Linked DNA regions of Zea mays: region 1 is linked to region 2. A link is a contact called in public Hi-C data. All regions are on one chromosome and are shown on one strand. The core of a region is the stretch at or near the end of the contact, and the rest is flanking DNA. Distances in the headings are between cores, read along the strand shown.

Region 1 (4,171 bases), core at 303-2,802, 52 kb before region 2:
TTCATAACTTTTGCAGGAAAAGAGCAAGAGCATCCTAATCAGGCCACAGATCCGCTACTTCATGTTATTTCATATCGTGAACCAGGCAAAAATGCCTTTCCCTAACTTCTTAAAGAAGTATGATCCTGTGTCGATCTTTTCTTAGCATAGCGTGCCCAGGCCAGCTCTAGTTTGATTAAACAATATGGTTGTGACATAATGTTCATTCTGCGTGGTTGAAACTTACGCGACACAATGTGCTACTACTTAATGTGTTATGCGATGTAAAAAACATGCAATGTTGTTTTGATTTTTTCTATGTGATGTGATACTGCTTATGTCAGCTACTGTTTTGTTTGTGGTAATAACCATTCGATGTGCCACTATACACTTTTTTTACATTTTTCCATGTGCCACCCGCGACGGTTTGGTGGTTGAGACTCGAAAACCCACCCAGCGCTACGGAGGCGGAATGCAGTGGCATCATGAAGGGTGTATCAAAGCGAAGCAACTTCGTGTGGAGCGCTTGGTCGTCAGATCAAAATCCTAGGATTTGGTCCATTTCGCTCCTAGCTAAGTGGATAGGCTCTATGTATCTAGGGGTAGTTTAGGAAGTAGTAATAACCCTCTATAAATAGAAAAGTGGGCTGATTGTTTCAGCTATGTCTTTGGCTTACACATTAGTCTCTTGTTTAGAAAACCCAAGCTTTCATTCCTTAGTTTAGCCCAAGATTCACATATGCTTTGAACTCGTCGTCTATGCTTTTGTATTCTTCATCCCATCATTCAAAGAAAGGGTGCCCAGATTAATTCATAGGGTCTGTCAAATCGGCTGCTCAGTTTTGTATGTGCTGAAGTTTTTTATTCGATTTTGTCTTCGTGCTCATTTCCTCTCTTCTCCCTTGGATTTTGGAAGAATCCTTGATTTCTTGAGCTGGGGATTGTTTTGGAGTTTCTCTCTGGGTTTGGTTTGGAAGAGTCCTTAGACTACTAAGAACCTCTGGTTTGCACAGTTTTAAGTTGTGGATTGATCTGAACTCGTTTTGGTCAAAAAGATAAAACCCCAAATATATTCGTATTTTCTGATATGAAATTGATTTACAAATCCGTTTAAGTTCAAAATTTATGGATAACTTGAAGACTCATTTGTTATTGTGTGTGTAAAAATTTCAGCTCAATCGGAGTCCGTTTGGTTTAGTTTCGCATTCGAAAACTGATTTTCAAGCTGCTGAAAACAACACCGGAGAGCGACACGGTTTTGAACCGATTCGGACTTTTCTGTATTCGATTTGCGATCCGTTTGTTTTGTTGGTCTCGTGTGAGTCTTAGAAACATCTTGAAATCATAAGATCACTAGTTGGCTGATGTGCTTTTGATTTGAGCGGGTTTCATTATCTCAATTAAAGTTAAAAACTTTTAATAGCAAAATTTGATTGGCTCACAATCACTCTCTCTAACCGTGTTGCTAGCTGGCCTCCATGCGGATACGCCAAACCAGGTATAGTATAGACGACGCTTGCTGCTGCATGCGGGAGGGCGATGGACACCTTCCACCTGGAGGAGCGTATGTATATGCTACTGTAGGAGTGAGCAGGGAGACAGTCTGGTGGTGGGCGTGGCGGCCAACGGAAACAGGTTAATGCGTGCGGTTTTCGGTTGCCCGTTGGGATTGAGAGATCGGTGGCGAGTGGCGACCATGCACTTTCGTCGAGACATGTCGCCGGAAGTGACGCGTACATGGCCCCCGTGATGCGCGTCCAAGTTATGCCCGGCACCAATTTGTTCAGAGCTAGCTGTTGGTTGGGAAAAGAGGAAAAAAAGACTTGTTCGTCCTTCATCATATACTCACAACCGTTTCGACGGGAAATTAACTAACATACTCGGTCTCTCTCCTCTCTTGTTTGTATATTATTATATCTGATGTCGGGCGAAATAGAAAACGACAATATTAATTACTGCTTGTATAGATGAAAAGCACTTAAGTACATGAATTTAAATGAAAGTTGATTTGATTTTTTTTAAAAATACTCTTTTCGCTGTATAATAACATAGCTCCTCACAGCATCAAGTCAACTAGACGTGAAACGTATGGCTGCACCAGCCCTCTCCTCCATCGTTATCAATATCACCGTCAATCACTAGCCTCGCTATTTTTAACGATCACACCGTTTGATCCACCGAAGTTATTACGCCATCATTCGTGGAACTGTAGGTTGATGGCGGCGGTGACCTCCCACGATAGCTTACAAAGACAATGATCTCCTCTGATCTGGTGTCTCGGGCGTTCTTCGATTAAGACCATATTCGGTCTGGTGACTTCGGAGGCGTTCACTAATCCAGTGGTCTTAGGGTCGTCTTTCAGCGACATCCTCCCACTGATCCATGTTTATGTCTTCCATGATTATGTTTTGTATCTACTACTTACACTATTGATATATTGGAAGGATCTCTCTAATATTAAGAAGCGAAAAGTTTCTTCATCCATCACCATTGTCTGATGGGATCTAGCTAATAGACTCGGTCTCTCTTCTGTGCGTGTACAAGTTGAGTAGCGCATCGAAGCATGGTGGATAGTCTGGTATCAGAAACATAAAGAACATATAACCAGAATCAGAAGTGATTGGTTATTTCAACTAAAAGATATGACAAAAAACAAAATTGAAAGTGTTCTTGGACCACGTGTTTGGACAGCAGCCAGCACTCCCCCAGCCTGCATGCATGTGCAGCGATGTAGTCTGATGGATTGTTTTGCACCCACAGCGTCTGTATACAACGATTATTCAATCAAACATACTACGCATTGAGGATCCGTGGCTACAACCTCACCGCTCGTCCAGCCAACCAAACACACGGAAAGTGTTTCCGTGATCTGATGCTCTCTCTCGCATACACATATGAATTAAGTGTTCATATGCATGATAGAGTATATGAACCTAAGGCATGGTCATTATTAATGTTTCTTGTTGTTATTAGAAGATGATCCATATGTTTCCTAATGTTGAATGTGCCAAAGTTTTATAGTGATCACTGATTTGTTGGGTTAAATTGAAACATTGACATACAAGTTTATATAGATGACAAATACTTAAAAACACGAATTTAAACAAAGTTAATCCGAATCTAAATTTGCATTCGAAAAATTCCCCAGATAACATATTTAATCACAACGACATCAAGTCAATAGATGGGAAACATATCGATGCATCAACTCTCTCAATCCTTATCACCACCACTACCCTCTCGTTACTTTTACAGATTGCACCACTTGATCCACCGATAATTTGGACCGGAAATATCACCATCTATATGTACAAGTGTGCTCTTATTAGGAGTAGGACTCGGGGCTACACACACATGCACGCAGGGGCACCCTCAGCTACCTAGAGCAACAAGAAAAGTCATATGTTTCGTATTGCAATAGTGGACCAGGTGATCGAGTCGGCTACGATGACCTCTCTCTCGCTCCCCCAAAAATTCAAATATAGAAAATTCCACAAACTCGTTTTAAATTTAAAATGAATTTTTAAATTTCGTTTTAAAATATTTGTTTGTAAGTTGATCTCAATAAAGAAAATATAGTGGTTTATGTCCTCTCTAAAATTTTTCTCAAAATATCCTACAAATATTTTCTAAGTGACCCCTTCAAATTCTTTCCAGAAATACTCCCTAAATATTCCACCGATATTTTTACAAATATTTTCTCCTAAGAAATACCCTCAACATCATTTTTAAAATCCGTACAAATATAATTTTTCTTAAGCTCATACGTACACATACGCCTCCGATGTCATACAATAAGCTCTACAAGCTAATTCCACTTGTCCATGGCTAATACATGCTTATCTCCCACTAATTCTCGCCTCCTCCCCTAATCCACCCCCACCTTGCCTATAAATAGAGGGGCAAGGGGCTCCCTAATGTCATCCTAAGTCATTTCATGGCAACCAACTCCCACACAGGCACAACACAAGCACAAGGATCGTTTGATCGTTCATTCGATCGTTCGTCCAATTGTTCATAGTGCGTCCGATCGTTCGATCGTTCATGGTTTGTTCGTTCGTCCGTTTGATCGATCGTTCGTCCGTTCACTCGTCCAAATAATTATTGTTCATCCATTATGCTGTCGAAATTTCGATGGTTCGTTCGTCTGATCATTCGATCGTTCGTTCATACGAACTATTCATCGTTTGTT
Region 2 (4,172 bases), core at 1,004-3,503:
CACACTTCAAGGCATCCTAGTTTTCAGCCAACACATTCAATACAAGAGCTAGTGCATTCAATACAAGACACAATTAGAGTGAGTCAAAATCTCTCCAAGTCCCAATTCCACTCAAAGCAATAGTGACTAGAAGAGAGAGTTTTGCCATGTTCATTTGAGCTCTTGCGCTTAGATCGTTTTTCTTCTTCCTCTATTCTTGTTCCCAAGATCTTTGTAATCAAAGTAAGAGACACCAATTGTGTGGTGGTCCTTGTGGGGACTTAGTGTCCTAATTGATTGAGAAGAGAAGCTCACTCGGTCTAGGTGACCGTTTGAGAGAGGGAAAGGGTTGAAAGAGACCCAGTCTTTGTGACCACCTCAATGGGGAGTAGGTTTGCAAGAACCGAACCTCAGTAAAACAAATCACCGTGTCATCCGCCTCATTTGCTTGTGATTTGTTTTTCGCCCTCTTTCGGACTCGACTTTATTTCTAACGCTAACCCCAGCTTGTAGTTATGCTTAAAGTTTATAAATTTCAGATTTGCCTATTCACCCCCTCTAGGCGACTTTCACTGTACATGTATCGTAGACGTGTCACCATGTGTGTACCCGTGCATGATCGGTGATTCGTCGGTTTCTAAGGGCTGTTTATTGGTTTCCTGTAAAACGTTGCAAATCGACTAACTTTTTTATTTAACATTAGTTTTTAAATTCGAACGAGGAGGAGGCTCTCTCTCTCCACAGATCTAGGGGAGCGGCAGTCGACTCCCTCCCCTTGAACTTTGTGCACGCAGTCATTTGTAATAGAAAAAATGGTAAATGGTGATGTATAGGTATGAAAAATAATATTTTATGGTTGGAGTGGCTATAGAGGGATAATTTAGAGGAATCTATTGCGGAAAGAGTGAATATAGAGAATGAAATCTTGCTGACGTGGCTGCATAGTAGCATATAGGGGGATTTAGAAGACACCGTTGCGGATAGGCTAAGCTGCTAGAGATAGATAGCCGTTAGAGAAAAATTCTTGGAGAAATATTAACTCTATGGGCTAGTTTGGGAACCTTATTTTCCCAAGGGATTTCTATTTTCCTATGGAAAATTAGTTCATTTTTCGGGCTAGTCTGGGAACTCCATTTTCTCATGGGATTTCTATTTTTACAAGAGAAAATAAACTAATTTCCCTTGGAAAAATGGAATTCCGTTGGAAAAATGTGGTTTTCAAACTAGTCCTTTCCTGAGAAAATGAAAATCTTTTGGAAAAATATAGTTTCAAACTAGCTCTATATGTAAATCTTTACCGTCGATGTAAGAATGTTTCTTTAGTGCCATCTGAAGTTGAGTATAAGAACACAATAAATTTTTGTCATATAAAGGGCACAACTTATGTGAATAAAAAAACCAAAGATTTTCTCCTGATATTGTTCAAATCTTGTAGTCAGTGAAATAATAGATCAACGGATAAAAACAATCATTTAAATTTTATAGCAAAAAAAATGGAGACCATGTGCCATCGCTTCCTTTGCGCTGACAAGGGACAGACCTGATCCATTCATAAACTTGTTAATTTTGAATATATCGTTTTCTTAAATTTAAAATATAGCATCTATATTTAAATCTCTATTATATTTGTTATAAAAAATATATTCAATATTAAATTAACAATTATATTTGTATACCATAATTATTGATATTTTATATATTTGTTCAAACAACAAAACTGTGAGGGACAGAGGGAGTATGGCTGCGTTTGGGAAGCCTTAGATTCTAGTATTGAGTAACGTGTCTATTATCCCACATTATCTAAGTTCAACTGCATACTCAGATTTTATAAAAAAATCTGTACGGAAATGAGTACCGTTTAGCTCCTTTAATAAATATTGTGTATATTATGAGTATCCGTTGAAACCAAAGCCGCCCTATATCTCAACTACACGTAGTGCAGTATACGAATTTAGGGGGTGTTTGGTTGCTCCTGCTAAAGTTTAGCTCGAGTCACATCAAACGTTTGACTTTTAAAAAGAAGTATGAAATATAGACCCAACCAACTGGACTAGATTCGTCTCGTCTTTTAATCTTCGGCTGACAAATTAGTTTTATAATCCGAGTACATTTAATACCCAGAACAGAGGTTCAAACATTCGATGGGACAGGAGCTAAATTTTAGCGGGGTGTAACCAAACACCCCCTTATATAAAATAAAAAGGAGCAAAAATCCAGGTGGCTCTGGAGTCTGGGCTGGAAGGAAATAGAACCATCTAGAGACTTTTGGAAGCACCAGCAGCACTCGCGCAATCCCGCAGTTTGACGAGTTTGCCCCCGTCGCCCTCCATTCTCTCCCGCTCCGCCGCTTCGTCTTTTTATACCTCCTGCTGACGGGACTGCTGACTTCGCACCCAGGCCGCGGCCGCATCCTCTCCCCATCGGCAGTCTTCCCCCAAGACGTCTAAACCCCAATCCCTAAATCCCCGACGCAGACCACACGACGCGCACCTCCGTTCACGAGGCGGAAGCATGAGGTACAGCTCGATGCGATCTTAGGGACGCGGTGTGATTGTTTTTTTGGTGCTCTTCTGGTTGCGGCGGGTGGGACGTGTGATTGTGTGCGAATAACATGGTGCTATTTAGCCCGTAGGTTCTCAGCGGGTTGCCTGTTCTAGTTTGTTGGGTAAAATTGACCTGGAGACACGGATGCGCCTGAGAAATCTGTTACTAGCTTGTTTAGCGTTGTCGCTAGGAAATCTGAAACTACCAATCTTCTGATTGATGTAGCCATGCTCTTGTTGCTTTCCGTAATCCTACATCTAGCGCTTATGTTTGTGATTAATACTGCTTCCTTAATTGGGGTGGAATATGAGATGATTGCGCCAAACGGACAGTAACCTGCAAGTTGCTGGTGTTGTGAGATTTGAATATTCTGTGGTAGCATCTGTTGCTTATGCACTACTACCTGCTTAGCGATGAGATTTGTTGACTTTTGAGTGTTGTTTTTTCAGTCGCCACCCGATCACTAAGTGGGCACAGAGGTCCGACAGGGTGTTCTTGACGATAGAGCTGCCCGACGCCCAGGATGTGAAGCTGAACTTGAAGCCTGAAGGCCATTTCAACTTCTCAGCTAAGGGCTCAGATGACTTGCGCTATGAGTTTGACATTGAGCTGTTTGATGCTGTGAATGTGGAGGTTTGTTTAATATTTAATACTACATGCTTTCTCTTATGGATGTAGCATTTCAGTTTCTAATTGTATCGGTCTTGCTGTTTGGTTAGTTTAATATTTAATACATGTTTTTCTCTTATGGATGTACCATTTCGGTTTCTAATTGTATCTGTACTCCTGTTTGCAGGAGAGCAAAGCAGCTATTGCCCCAAGGACCATATGCTACCTGATAAAGAAAGCTAAGAGCGGGTGGTGGCCAAGGCTGCTGAAGCAGGAGGGCAAACCACCTGTGTTCTTGAAGGTTGATTGGGACAAATGGCAGGACGAGGATGATGAAGACGCTGGATGTTAGTGTTTCATTTTTGGTTGATTATGTTTTCCTTTCCTTACTACTGCAATACTATTTAGTTTAGCTTGAAGTAACATATATTATTCGTATTGCAGTTAATGACTTTGGTGGTATGGACTTCTCGGTAAGTGTCTAGTGGAAGCCTCCTTTGACGATTAAGGTGGGAGCAAAGTTTCATGGTACTTTCGTCATTGTAGAAACTGGACATAGGAGGTGCTGATGACGACGATATTGGGGATGATGAAGATGATGTGGTTGAAAGTGCTAACAAAGGTACATCGTTCTCGTTGTCATCATGATTATTTATTTGCTCAAGGGCAGTTGTTGCTGGATTTAGTCGTAGCTTTACACTATCATGGGAGTCCTGACATTCTACTACTTATTTGGGTGATTTGGATATTGGAATAATCTTGTTGGATGCCCAGAATTTATTTCTGAAGGTGTATTGACATAGTAGCCTAGAAGGTCTTGCAACCTTAGTATGAATAGTTCACTGACCCTTTTCAAGTGACATCAATAGTAGCATGCAATAGCTCACATATCACCCTGTCAGCAAAGAAGGATGGAATGTAGATTTCAATTTCTTTGGTTGTTACTTCATCTTGATGTTTGGCTGCTAAATGTTTTGACAATGATAGTTCAGTCGTCTGTTGTGGACGGCAACACCTCATTTCAACCTGCTAGACCCAGT

What was found. A called contact is a pair of places that touch in the nucleus more often than the background predicts.
Region 1: a Hi-C map of leaf shows a contact between it and region 2, with 2.9 times the contacts expected there. The contact joins the enhancer-like site here to the promoter of LOC100282216 in region 2. A contact is called at or near these places in 5 of 25 Hi-C or Micro-C datasets (ear, endosperm, leaf and 1 more).

What each region holds. Positions count from the first base shown.
Region 1 is chr9:125,043,147-125,047,317 of Zm-B73-REFERENCE-NAM-5.0, reverse strand. No RefSeq gene overlaps it. Among protein-coding and RNA genes, the nearest start is that of LOC100286138, 34 kb to the left of the region's middle. Within about 2 kb of position 1,552, at least 10 of the 20 cell types and tissues checked have an H3K27ac peak or open chromatin away from gene starts, as enhancers often do. A contact at or near this core is called in leaf, where this site is marked.
Region 2 is chr9:124,992,011-124,996,182 of Zm-B73-REFERENCE-NAM-5.0, reverse strand. It overlaps LOC100282216 (prostaglandin E synthase 3), which reads left to right and starts at 2,253. Exons shown (of 6, transcript NM_001155128.1): 1 at 2,253-2,495; 2 at 2,973-3,156; 3 at 3,320-3,479; 4 at 3,577-3,605; 5 at 3,679-3,754. The coding sequence starts at 2,491.